Linked DNA regions of Mus musculus: region 1 is linked to region 2. The links are chromatin contacts, called in public Hi-C maps. All regions are on one chromosome and are shown on one strand. The core of a region is the stretch at or near the end of the contact, and the rest is flanking DNA. Distances in the headings are between cores, read along the strand shown. Region 1 has its middle 73 kb from the start of Pitrm1. Region 2 has its middle 160 kb from the start of Gm35615.

What was found. Hi-C and Micro-C count contacts between places; a contact is called where the count stands out from the background.
Region 1: a Hi-C map of cortical neurons shows a contact between it and region 2, with 2.5 times the contacts expected there. The contact joins two enhancer-like sites. A contact is called at or near these places in 1 of 15 datasets of contacts at CTCF or cohesin (the NIH/3T3 cell line), 7 of 484 Hi-C or Micro-C datasets (the C2C12 cell line, bone marrow-derived macrophages, cerebral cortex and 4 more) and 3 of 115 datasets of contacts at active chromatin or transcription factors (VIP interneurons, embryonic fibroblasts and neural progenitor cells).

Annotation. Positions count from the first base shown.
Region 1 is chr13:6,472,055-6,478,386 of GRCm38.p6, reverse strand. No RefSeq gene overlaps it. Among named protein-coding and RNA genes, the nearest start is that of Pitrm1, 73 kb to the left of the region's middle. Within about 2 kb of position 4,381, at least 56 of the 459 cell types and tissues checked have an H3K27ac peak or open chromatin away from gene starts, as enhancers often do.
Region 2 is chr13:6,124,523-6,131,074 of GRCm38.p6, reverse strand. No RefSeq gene overlaps it. Among named protein-coding and RNA genes, the nearest start is that of Gm35615, 160 kb to the left of the region's middle. Within about 2 kb of position 3,599, at least 27 of the 459 cell types and tissues checked have an H3K27ac peak or open chromatin away from gene starts, as enhancers often do.

The DNA.
Region 1 (6,332 bases), core at 3,132-5,631, 350 kb before region 2:
GAAAATAACCCTGAAATCTTTGAAGAAAACTACATTTTTCACACATACATACTATTTTTATTAGTTATTTTGCTCATTGCTATAACAAAATACAGGTGAAAGCAACTTCAGGAAGGGCTTATATTGGCTCACTGAACAAAAGAGGCCATCCAGGGGTGCCATGATGTCAGGAGGGCTGAGGTAGGTAGTCATATTACATCCACCGTCCCCATCTAGGGGTGCCATGATATCAGGAGGTCTGAGGTAGGTGGTCATATTACATCCACCGTCCCCATCCAGGGGTGCCATGATGTCAGGAGGGCTGAGGTAGTTGGTCATATTACATCCACCGTCCCCATCCAGGGGTGCCATGATGTCAGGAGGGCTGAGGTAGGTGGTCATATTACATCCGCCGTCCCCATCCAGGGGTGCCATGATGTCAGGAGGGCTGAGGTAGTTGGTCATATTACATCCGCCGTCCCCATCCAGGGGTGCCATGATGTCAGGAGGGCTGAGGTAGGTGGTCATATTACATCCACCGTCCAGAAGTTCAGAAAGACGAATGTTGGCACTCAGCTGGCTTCCTCTGTTTTGTTTTGTTTTTGTTTTGTTTTGTTTTTGTTTTTGTTTGTTTTCTGCTCACTATCTCCATCCTGTGGAATGGTGCCACTTGTGATTAAATTGGGTCATCCCAACTCAGTTCCCACAGTTTTAGAAATTCCTTCAGTTGTGCTCACTGGCTTGTCTCCTATGTGATTCTAGAGGTGACAGAGTCTCATCCCATGTCCCAGGCTGGGCTTGAATTCATGCTCCTCTTACATCAGTTTCTTAAGTGCTGGGATCACAGGCATATGCCACAAGGCTCAGATTTTCATTAAAAACATTTCTTGGAAGGAATTCCAGTTAACTGAGGGTAACTCTCCTAGTATTCCTTAAGATCTTTTAATATAATGTGATGAATATGGACTTAGGAGATTATAAGCATCACTATTATTGTGATTTGAAGAAGATGTGGCTTCATAGGATCTCTGTGGACACACTGGGAGGTAGGGGTGAAGTCCATACACTGTCACCTAAGTGGGCTTGCAGTGGAGAGATGGCTCAGTTGGAAAAGTGCCTGCTGTGAACACATGAAAACCTGAGTTTATATTGCTGATATTCACATAGATAGCTGTTTATGGTCACACACATCTCTAATCGATTACTGGGGAAAGGGAGAGAAAAGCAGAACCCCTGAGTTTACTGGCTGATCAGTCTAACCAATAGGTGATTGGGGTTCATCAAGAAACCCTGTCTTAAAGAGAAAAGGTGGAGAAGAATCATGGAAGATACCAGCTATCAAACTCTAGCCTCCACACAAAAGGGTGCACATATGCATATAGTCCTGCACACACATGTGTGCACATATACACACTGAACATGCATAGACATGGACACAAAACTACACATAAGCGGCAGGACTGTCAGATTTGAAAAGAAATACATACAAACGTTTGGAAGTAGGTCAAATGTGAATTTCCTACAGACAGCAAATACATTTTTCAACGTAGGCAAACTCCATGTAATATTAGGGGCGCACTAATGCATCCTGCATCCTGACCTGAAATTCAAACTTAACTGGGCATCGAGACAATGCCTGCCAGTGATTGCTTTACATAAGCAAAAAGTTAATAGTATCCAGAAAGGCATTGAGAAAAAAAAACCAACAACCCATGACCAAAACCCAGCATAACATATAAAAGACTTAAGCTAGGAAGGATCCACCAACCTTCCCTTTGCTGCTTTCACCCACTAATTGTCTGTTTAATGCAGCATCCCTGAGCAGCCACTGGACTGGACCCATCTGCTCAACAGCTCATACATTTCCTAGATCCAGACACCTCATACTTGGTTACGATTCACTAACCACAATTTGTCTCCACCACAAGGTTAGGAGCCCAGTGTCTCTGCCTCACCAGCTATGTATGACATGAATGCATGACCCCATGGTGGAGCCAAGCAATCATTGCTCCTGGGCTTGATCAGACCACCATTGAGGTTTTTCTCCCAGCCCTCTGGAGGAATAACTCTGGAATCTCAAGAGTCAGGACATCTGAGCCATCTACTCTCAGAAGTCTTTTTGGGTGTGCTCCTTGCCTCTTCTGCTTGTTACTCTCAGCCTTTAGCTTTGCTGGTTAGAGGTCGTGAATGTGACCAGAGGCAGGAAGGGTGGCCCATGACAAAGAGAAAGTCTGAGTTCAGGATTCCAGGTTTATTCCTACAAAGAGGCAGGAGAAAGACCACAGTGATGATTGTCTGGACTTCTTGGCTGATCAAGCTCAAGGGCAATGATTGCTTGACTGAATGATGGGGTCATCCATTCATTCTGTACATAGCTGCTGAGGTCTAGACACTAGGCTCCTGGCCTTGTGGTGGAGACAAATGCTGGTTAGTGAGATGTCTGAATCTAGGAAATTCGTGGGATGCTGAGCAGATGGGTCCAGCCAAAGGATGTTGCATCAAACAATTTGTGGGTGAGGACAGCAAAGAATAGGATATTGGATCTCTCCTAAAACATGACTATTGAAAATAAATTCATTATCACAAAATGACAAGACGTTCTGGTACTGTGTTAAGCCATATTGGGCCTTGAGGCACAGAAGAAAACAAGGGGAAGGATCGTAATAGTGACGTCTTAAAAGTTTTACCATCTTGTTTGTCATAGGTTTGCACAGAATCTGATTATTTTAGCACTGCACGAGGAGGCTGTGTTTCTTCCTGATTGAGGTCTCAGCCTGGAACAGGGGATCCCATCTGGCTTCTTCATTTCACTTTTCAGGTCTCCCTTTCCCCTCAGGAACTGAATCCCCTCCACTGTTCCTAGCAACAGTAGTAAGCTGTGGAGTTGAAGCTGGCTCCGGAAGTTTCATTTGGATGTGGCTAGGGGAAAAACAGGCAGAAGGTCATCACAGAAATCATCATTTGTCCTTTCGTTTGATCATTTCTTTCTCCAGAACTGATCTAAGTTGATGCTTAGCCAGGATATGGTCTGGAGACCCATAAAGATACCAGGTCTTTGTGCTTGGTGTTGTCACATGCCCGTCTAGAGGCCATGTTTTCAGTCTACCCGAGCCTCCCCGGTACTTCCCAAAACCACGTCAATGCTTTCCCAGATGCCTTCTTTCCTTCCTTCCAATTTAGCCTTGGCTAACTGAGGCACGGAGAACAGTGCAGCTTTTTACAAAGATCTGGTTGAAGATGGGCATGGTAGGCACACCTGCAGTGCCAGCACTCAGGAGGCAAGGACAGGGGGAATCAGGAGTTCATGGCTATCCTCAGACATGTAACGAGTTTGAAGCTAGCTTGTATCATATGAATCCCCGTCTTCAAAAAACAGGAAAATGGACGGTGTGGAGATAGTCCATCAGGGCTATAACGATACCTCAGAAAGTAATATGCTGGCCATGCTTATGTGAGGACCCTAGTTCAATCCCCAACACCAGCATGAATAAAAACCAGCAGGGAGATGTGTACTTGAAATGCCCAGTGTCAGAGTGTGGAGATAGGTTGGTCTCCGAGGCTCACTGGGTAAGCAACTTAACTGGGGAGTCCTAGGGAAGACATCATGTCTCAAATTCCAGGATGGCTGGATCCTGAAAAAGAACACTGAAGATTGCTTTCAGGCCTCCATGCACATGTACATCTGACTTTGCTCCACATAGGTGACCAAAAAACCCAAAACAAAACAAATACCCAAAAATCAACAACAAAAACAAATACCCCACAGCAAATAAAACAACAACAAAACAAAAACAAAAAACAAAAACCTTAAAAAAATAAAACCCCAAAACCCCCAAAATCCAATAACAAACAAAAATCCAACAAAAACAAATACCAGGCTGACCTGCTGCTCTGAATAGCTAACATGCTGGTCTCTTAATCTCAGAGGCCATCCTGTTGTCCTTGTCATCTGGCTTCTGATGGGCTCTACTTGGCTTGTAGCCACATCATCCCTGCTAAGGTCAAAGGTTGCCAGTAGAAATTAGAGCAGAAACAGGCCAAGCTTTCTGTGGCCTGCAGGGGCTGAGCTGGGCCCTAGGCACCAGAACACAAACTATATTGAAACCCAGAAGGATATCTAGATCGTACCTGGGAACTTAGTGGAGAGAGAGAGAGAGAGAGAGAGAGAGAGAGAGAGAGAGAGAGAGAGAGATTGATTCAGGCCCTTAGGTCCAGAACCTGCCTCCCCGCTGAAGCAGGGAAGCCAGAGAGAAGACACAGATGAGAAAGGAGAGGAGTGTGGAGTTCAATGGATTATCCCAGAAGGACTTGGGCTTGGTCCAAGCCTAGCATTTGAAAGGGGGACAGAATGAAGGCTCTCTCCCTCTTGAGACTGGGAACACATGTTCTGTGATTCAAAGGGCAGAGCCTCAGCCCATGGCTCATGAGTTATTCATGAGCCGTCCCACTTCTAGGTTTGAGGGATGGTTATTTATAGCACATAATCCTTTTTACAAAATGACACTACCCAGGCTGCAGGCTGAATTACATTTTAAGGCAAGTGTCCTGGACTGGATGGAGATCCTGTTGGTAATACAGAACATACATAATGCGGGCTCGAAGAGGAGTATGTATAACTCGTATTTTTACCACGCGTCTTTACAATAGAATAGGCTTTTGACAGCCATTCCCAGTGGTGACTATGGCTAAGAACAGAGCGGCATGACATCTATTTATATCAATTTTAAAACAGCAGGGGAAAAAAAAACCCCTCAAGCCCTTTTATTCCCACTGAGCAGCGGCTGCATGATGCATGCTGTTGCCCAAGGCTCTGATTTCCTGGCATTCTTCTGTCTTGATTGTCTACATATTTCCCTGCCCACGTGTGCACTGGACAGCCTCTACACAGCTGAGGACAAATAAGGTATATTGCATGTAGCCGGGTCAGGTCTTTTTCTATGACACATAGCCTCCAGGTTTCCACGTACATCCACATTTCATGCAGATGCAAGGGCTTATCTCTGGTGAATAATGAAGAGATAAATGTAAGAACAGTATTGGCAAGGGGCTCTACAAAGGGCAGGGGACATTCCTAGGCGAAGGGTAAACAGTGAGATCCAATGAGGACACTCTCACCTCAGAAAGAATCACTGGAGGCAGTGAGTTCTTGGGCTTAGGAAATGGAGATTAATTGGTAGAACATGCCTAGCTAGCATGCATCCCACTTGACGATATACGTCCACAATGCCAACATGTGCAATATGTAGACAGGAGGATCAGAAGTCCACTGTTATTCTTAGCTACATATCGAGGTCAATGCACACCTATGCTACACAAGACCTAGTATTAAAAAATGGATACAGACCATACTGTGCTCTCCTGTTCTAGCATTAAAAAAGAATTCCTCTGCTCCAAAGACAGTCTCTCATCAGGCAAGATGGTGATATCTTAGTTCCACAATGCAAAATCACCCACTGCACTATCATCATCTTGCATTTTTGAAAGATTTATTTGTTTTTACCCTATGTGTGCTGGTGTTTTGCCTTCACGTGTGTCTGTGCACCTTGTGCATGCAGCACCCAAAGTTGCCAGAACTAAAGTTGTGAGTCACCGTGTGGGTGCTCAGAATTGAACCCAGGTCCTCAGAAGGAGTAAGTAGCCAGCGCTCTCAACCACTGAGCCATTCCTCCAACCTCATAACTGTGATTTTAGTGAGAGATTAAGGAGAAAGGGATCAATCCAACCAACAGAAGAGTATGCACACATGTTTATTAATGATTCACTTATAATCCACATCTTTGCGGTCTGTGTTTGTGCGGGGAACATGCACATGACTCTTCCCACTGAGAATTCCTTATCACAAAGTCCTGCTTTCAGAATATGAAGAGCTATTAGGCCTCTTCTGTGTCTCGTGTTAGCTTTTTTTTTTCAGGATGCAGAGAAATGATGGCAGTACCCACTAGTTAGTTCATCATGCAAGGGTGTAGGCAGAAAGTCCCTGTGAAATGAAGGATGTTCAATTAATAATTCCCACGTTATAGTTGGCTTCATTAGGAAGTTATTACATAAAGAATGGAAGTTCATTTAAAGTTAAATACACACACACACACACACACATAATTTTATGCATAGGGCTCTGGGCTCCTTCCCTAGCACCGTGTGAACAAGGTTGTAATCCAAAGTTGCAAGGGAGTACGGAAGGAGCAGAAGTTAAAAGGCCTCCATGCTATATAATGAGTTTGAGGCTAGCCTGGGATATATGAGACACCACCTCAAAACAAAAGAAAGAACTTCTTGGTTGCCGTGACAACTCATAAACTCCTGGGGATAGGAAATCCATTTTGTCTGATGACCCAGGGAGCTTATCGCAGAGA
Region 2 (6,552 bases), core at 2,350-4,849:
GTTTGATCGCAGAGCATGTGCGGTAGCTGGAGAGACACTGAAGCAGGGGAAGACGGGGGTGCATCGGCTCTCATCAGGGGGATGATGTTTAAACCGTCTTGCAGGAGGTAAAGGGGGAACTGGCCATTCAGAATTCAAGCAAGCAACAATGCAAGGGTGAGCTTGGTTCTCCATGTGGTACCTTTGAAATAGATCATGAGAATGGGACATTAAATAAGTGGTTTGGTGTATTACAGGCCATATAAAAGAGAGGTCTAAGATAAAAGAATACATTCCAGAGCTATCTATTAGCTGAGAAACTTATCTGCCATGAGAACATAGCCTCTCGTCCCAAAAGGGGCTAGTGAGACAAGAAAAAGCAGAGAGCAACAAGTCGTAAGCCCTGAACACATCTGCTTTGCAGGCATCTGCATCATCTTATCTCCTGCTTTCTCACAAGGTAAAGTTTAATGCATGGGAAAGCCAGGCATTTTATGAATGTCAGTCTTAATGACATCCCTTCAGGTCTTCAGATAAGCACAGCAAATTGCCAGATTTCCTAGGGGCTTTTGTGAATTATCAATGAGAGCACTGCAGGAATGGGAGAAATGGTATCTTCTAGCATGGATCTGGCGTGGTATTTTGTATACTTCGAATTGTTTATTTACATTGATGAACCATCTGTTCTGTAATACTGTCCCACCCCATAATGTGACAAGCTTTAACTACCTGTCATATTAAATGACTGCTAAAACCTCACTATTTAGGTTGTTTAAGAAAATATCTTAAGTGGAATTATCTTTTTGTGTGAGAGTGATTCCTTCTACAGGCACATCGTCTGATTTTTAAATGTTTTTCAAGAAGCCTGAATTAAACAGGACTTTCTTTCTTTCTTTTTTTATTAAATTTTGTTAATTAGGTATTTTCTTCATTTACATTTCAACTGTTATCCCAAAAGTCCCCCATACCCTCTCCCCCCCCCCCCCTACTCCCCTACCCACCCACTTCCACTTCTTGGCCCTGGCTTTTCCCTGTACTGAGGCATATAAAGTTTGCAAGACCAAGGGGCCTCTCTTCCCAATGATGGCCCACTAGGCCATCTTCTGCTACATATGCAACTAGAGACAGGAGCTCTGGGGGTACTGGTTAGTTCATAATGTTGTTCCACCTATAAGGTTGCAGACCCCTTTAGTTCCTTGGGTACATTCTCTAGCTCCTCCATTGAGGGCCCCGTGTTCCATCCAATAGCTGACTGTGAGCATCCACTTCTGTGTTTGCCAGGCACCAGCAAAGCCTCACAAGAGACAGCTATATCAGGGTTCTTTCAGCAAAATCTTGCTGGCATATGCAATGGCGTCAGCGTTTAGAGGCTGATTATGGGACACATGCTGCACTATCTTCGTAGCAGCCTTATTTATAATAGTCAGAAGCTGGAAAGAACCCAGATGTCCCTCAACAGAGGAATGGATACAGAAAATGTGGTACATTTACACAATTGAGTATTACTCAGCTATTAAAAAGAATGAATTTATGAAATCCCTAGGCAAATGAATGGACTTGGAGGGTATCATCCTGAGTGAGGTAACCCAATCACAAAAGAACTCACATGATATGTACTCACTGATAAGTGGATATTAGCCCAGAAACTTGGAATACCCCAGATACAAGATACAGTTTGTAAAACACATGAAACTCAAGAAGAACAAAGACCAAATTGTGGACACTTTGCCCCTTCTTAGAATTGGGAACAAAACACCCATGGAAGGAGTTACAGAGACAAAGTTTGGAGCTGAGACGAAAGGATGGACCATCTAGAGACTGTCAACAGGACTTTCTGAAAGTATGCCTATGCCACCATCTGAGAGCCCAGGGACATTGAGAGGGAATGGGAAACTCCCATGTCTGCACTTAATTAGGGGTCATTGGGATCAGAATTCTATCACTGACAGGAATGGCCTGTCAGCAGACACACTGTGTATCTGGAATTTCACATTCCTTATTTTACAGCTTCTATGATGGAACACATCCTGTGTGTATTCAGGCATTCCTTACCAAATCTTAATAAACAAACCATTTATTTAACAAAATAGATAACTAAATATATCCATGTTATAGTAATATATCTTATTTGTATAGTAGAAAAATAAAACATAAAAACATCTGAGCATGGAATGGAACAAAACAGGGGGTAGGGTAGATACAATGTTATCAAGTCCAGGCCATCTGGCTTAGAGAGTACATTTTTAACATGTTTTTTTGGACACACTTTATATATACACGACCTTTTAAATATGAGCCTTAAAATAGCTACCTTCATAAAGGTCAATTTCTAGCAAGTAAAGTGTAAAGTGATCAAATATTTAAGTCTCCTGTTAGTCTTATGCTTTACAATATTTTGTTGAATCAGATTTAAATAAGGTTTCACTTTTGTTTTATTTTGTTCTTTTGAGATAGTGTCTCATATAGTCCATCCTAGCCTAGCTCACTTTGTAGTTGAAGATGTCCAAGATCTTTTGATATCCTGCCTCTACCTGCTAAGTGCTGAGATTATGGGCAGGGCTTGCCACCCCCAGCTTTCTTGTTGATGAGGAACAAACCCAGGGCCTTGTTCATGCTAGGTCAGTGATTTGCCAACAGAGCTATGTCCCCAGCCCAAAGCTTTGTTCTGAAAGGTAGACAAGCTGAACATCTGTACATGGCTCTTGTTTCTCCCTGCGTGTATGGTTAGTACTCTGGCTGGAATTGGGAATTTGATGGCTACTTGTCAGCATCCTATGGTCAGTAGAAGGCACATCTGCAAATGGGATCATGAGACAAACCCAGCAGAGTGCCAAGGAAAAACTATTAGAGAGAAGAGATGCGGAGATTTGGCAGTGTAGAGCAGGTGAATGTTTGAGCAAATATGGTTTGTGCATAGAAAGGTGATGCTTCTTTGGGTCTGTCATGTAGAAAAGAAATGCATGAGAGGAAAGACTCACTGAAGGACAGTCAGTATAGAGCTCAGGAAACCACATCTAAATCTCAGCCAGAAGTGTTGTATTCCTGTAACGTGTTCTCAGTTCCCTTGACCCCCATTCTCTGTGGAACCCTGGGCTTACTAACTTCCTCTGGGATATAATGTCAAGCAGAAGTGCTTAAGAATACTTAGAGGAAGGTAGCTTTTTAAGAAACATTCAATCAATGCTTTGTGTGGACTGTGGTTAGGTGATGGGATCTGTGTGCTAGTTTGTAAGGTCCATGTTGAGATTGGTAGACAAGGAGATGGGTCCCTGAGGTCTTCTGATTCTGGAACTGTAATCTCCAAGGAACTGTTGCTGTAGATCCTGGAAGGATTCTGGAGTGGTTCTCACCTCAGGTCCTGCTGTGATGTCTTGTAGGTTTATCTGTAGCAGCATTTAGCGATGGGGTGAGGTGTCAAAATTAAGGCTTTAGAATCAGGTCAGTATTGGACATTTCTGCATATCTCCAAAAGAAAAATGCTCTCTCCTAAATGAATTCAACATTTTTAAACTTCTATGCACTTCACTATTTCCAAAAATACCCTGCCAGCATCACCACTAAATATAGCTTTCCAACCAATGATGAGTCAAATGCATTTTACATGAATGGCTCTACATACTTGAGAAACTGAGTTGTTTCTCAAATGACTTACTTGTGGTAAAGATATTTTTCCATGCTGTTCTTCCAGTAGAGCTCATTTCTAAGAAATCTGTAATTTCCCTGGAGTAAAAATGAATGCTTCAAAGTCAAAAGAAAAGGGCTTTTACTTCAGAAAAATTTCTGAATTCTTTGCAAGACTAGCCTTTTGCCTTTGACAGCCATCTCTGCTCTATGACATCTCAAATATCTTTTTAATTTTTCATCTCAGCACACATTCTTTGGATTTGTGCAACCTAAGAGCATCAATATAGACCATGAGCCCTATATTCATCCTTTTAAACACTTCCAAGTTCTTATTTGCAATTCTTCTGAGTCCACTTTCCTCAAGATAAGTCTGTCTCAAATATTACAAAGACATTCTTAGCATTATCATTACAGTTCATTCCTTCTTACATTGAGAAATAGTTTTTGGTGATGACAAGGCTCAAGTTGGGTACCCAGCTACTCTGTTTGGCAGAATGCCTGTTAAATGTCACATGTGTGTTTTTTGTCATTTGTATCCAGGGTTATGTCAGTATGTAATGACTTTCATTTGATAGTATTTTTGGAATCTGAAGATGGTTATTGCTGTTCTTTTGATCACAAGTTGAAATGTCATAAAAATCATTTAACAGTGAATAATAAAATAATATTATTTGTAATCAAAAGAAGAATGAATATAGAGAAGTTTTTCTAATTTTTAATGGAGTGTTTAACAGTTTAGTTCCCATCTTGTTACCTAACCAAGACCAATATGGGTGTCTCACATTCCTTTTAGAAAGAGCAGGGAAATACTTTATAGATGGAAACAAACAAAACATAAATAATTATTTTTACTTCCTTTATCACATTATTGTTTGTCTTTAAAGAGAGGAGTCTATTAAAAGGCTACAGAATAATAGAAAACAAACACTTAGTCAGAAACACTGTCTCTCTTTAGGGGGATATGTTTACTCTTCTCTTTCTCTTATTTTGCATTCTAATAGCAAAAGTGTGGAAAGAAAATAAACATAAAAATGATAAAGATAGAGCATAGGAAAATCTGTGTGATCTGGGTCATACCTCTGAGCACCTATGGCTGTGTCCACTATGTCTTTATGTTGTGTGGTTCTCTCCTTTACAGTTGTTCAAATGGTGGCCTATTCCTTCCTAGTACATGTCCTTAGATCTGGTTTCCCTTCTTCACAAGACTGTACAGCTTCCAAAATTTGGTGGTTCTTTGATCCTGAGTGCCTATCACATTGAAAGTTGTTTTGGATTCTTCCTTTAAAATCTATGTCTCCCTGAAAAGTTCCTTTTTTTCCCAATCTTTCCTCCAAATTTTCCTTTTGAACAATAATCAAGTGTTTACAAATCATGAACATGTGCATGTGCACCTATGAACATGTACACTTATATGCACACACACATAGATGTGCACATACACATATGATCTTGTTTTATTTGCATACAAACTTTCTTTTGTTCTTAATTAAATTAGTTACGTATTGCATGAAGTAGGATAGCATGTTTGTAGTCCACAAAAGTAGAAGATTAAGTGGAAGATTTGAAGATGACAGACTAATAGTCCCAAGAGAGAGCCAGAGTCAGGACCAATATCATTTTAACAGAAGAGAAGCCATGAATGCCAATAAGATCCATCTATTAGTAATTTACACAATAAATACAGAAATCAATAAACAGGCTTTAAATGATGACACTTTCTAAGCAGCATCCTATTGTACATTATCAGGCTGTCAAATCAAAAGTTTATCAGAGTGAAGATGTAATTCCTTGGGCTACTTGCTCTCAGCAACTCATACAGCTCTATCTACATCCAATAAGTTGACTTGAAGGCCCTCATAGCCCTGGAATTCTTGGCAAGAATTCTTGTCCTTTTTGGAGAGTGAGAAACACCCCCCCCCCCCCCACCGAAGACTTTTGGTCATGGAGGAATTACTGGTAGTCTTGTTGGACCTAACCAAGGTCAAACTCTTTGGTATCAAAACCCAAATTTAGCACTCCAGGCACAAAGGATGGTTTAGTAAGCATAATTAATGTCAGGCATGCCAGAAAGGCTACAGTCCCAGGAGTTTGTGAGACAAAGACAGAGAAAGGAAAACCCATTCAAGGCAAGTCTGATCAACTTACGAAGACCCTGATTAAACAAGTAGTTTTCCTTCCAAGTTATGGTAAATTTGTCCATTAGACCAACCAGTCCATCCTAATTGATAAAAAGAAAAATGATATAAACAGAATAAGCCAAATATTCCCCAAGTCTTTGAGGAAAGAATAAAGAAACAATTAAGACAGAATTAAGCCAGGTTCAAATTCCTGCTCTACTCATAAAATCATTTGCTGTCTCTTTGACTCTCTCTTCCTTGCTTTTCCCTTCAGATTTCCAGATAACAAGAAGCTGTTTCAGAAATAACCAACTGTTATAGCTAGAATGATTAGAGACATCACCACAACAGCCTAGTCCTCATCATGCTCAGCCTAAATTATAACTGATTTGTGTCATTTGCTATACATGGTCAGACAAACATGATGCTTCTCCTGCCCTGAACTGGCCTTGACCTTGAGCATTAAGGTAAGGCTCCATCATCGAGGGCATCATGTGGTCTTCCCCTTTAAAGCTTATCTCCAGAGAGAGAAAACTTCAGCAGGAGCTGACCATTGTTCAAATGTGCATAAATACTCAAAACAAAGAATGCAACAAAAAATTGTTGCCTTCTACTTTATATTTAGAAGAGATGTTGCTGAATTCCTTGTCTATATGGCATCAGGTCCCTTGGTGATGAAGTTACAGGTAGTTATAAGTGTTATGACATACCTTATATGTCTTCTGAAAAGTGAATCCATGTCCTACAAAGAGCACCAAGCACTCTTAGCCACTGAGCCACCTTTTCAGATCAAGAGGAATTTTACAAAGTTGTGTTTGATCAAGACTCCATT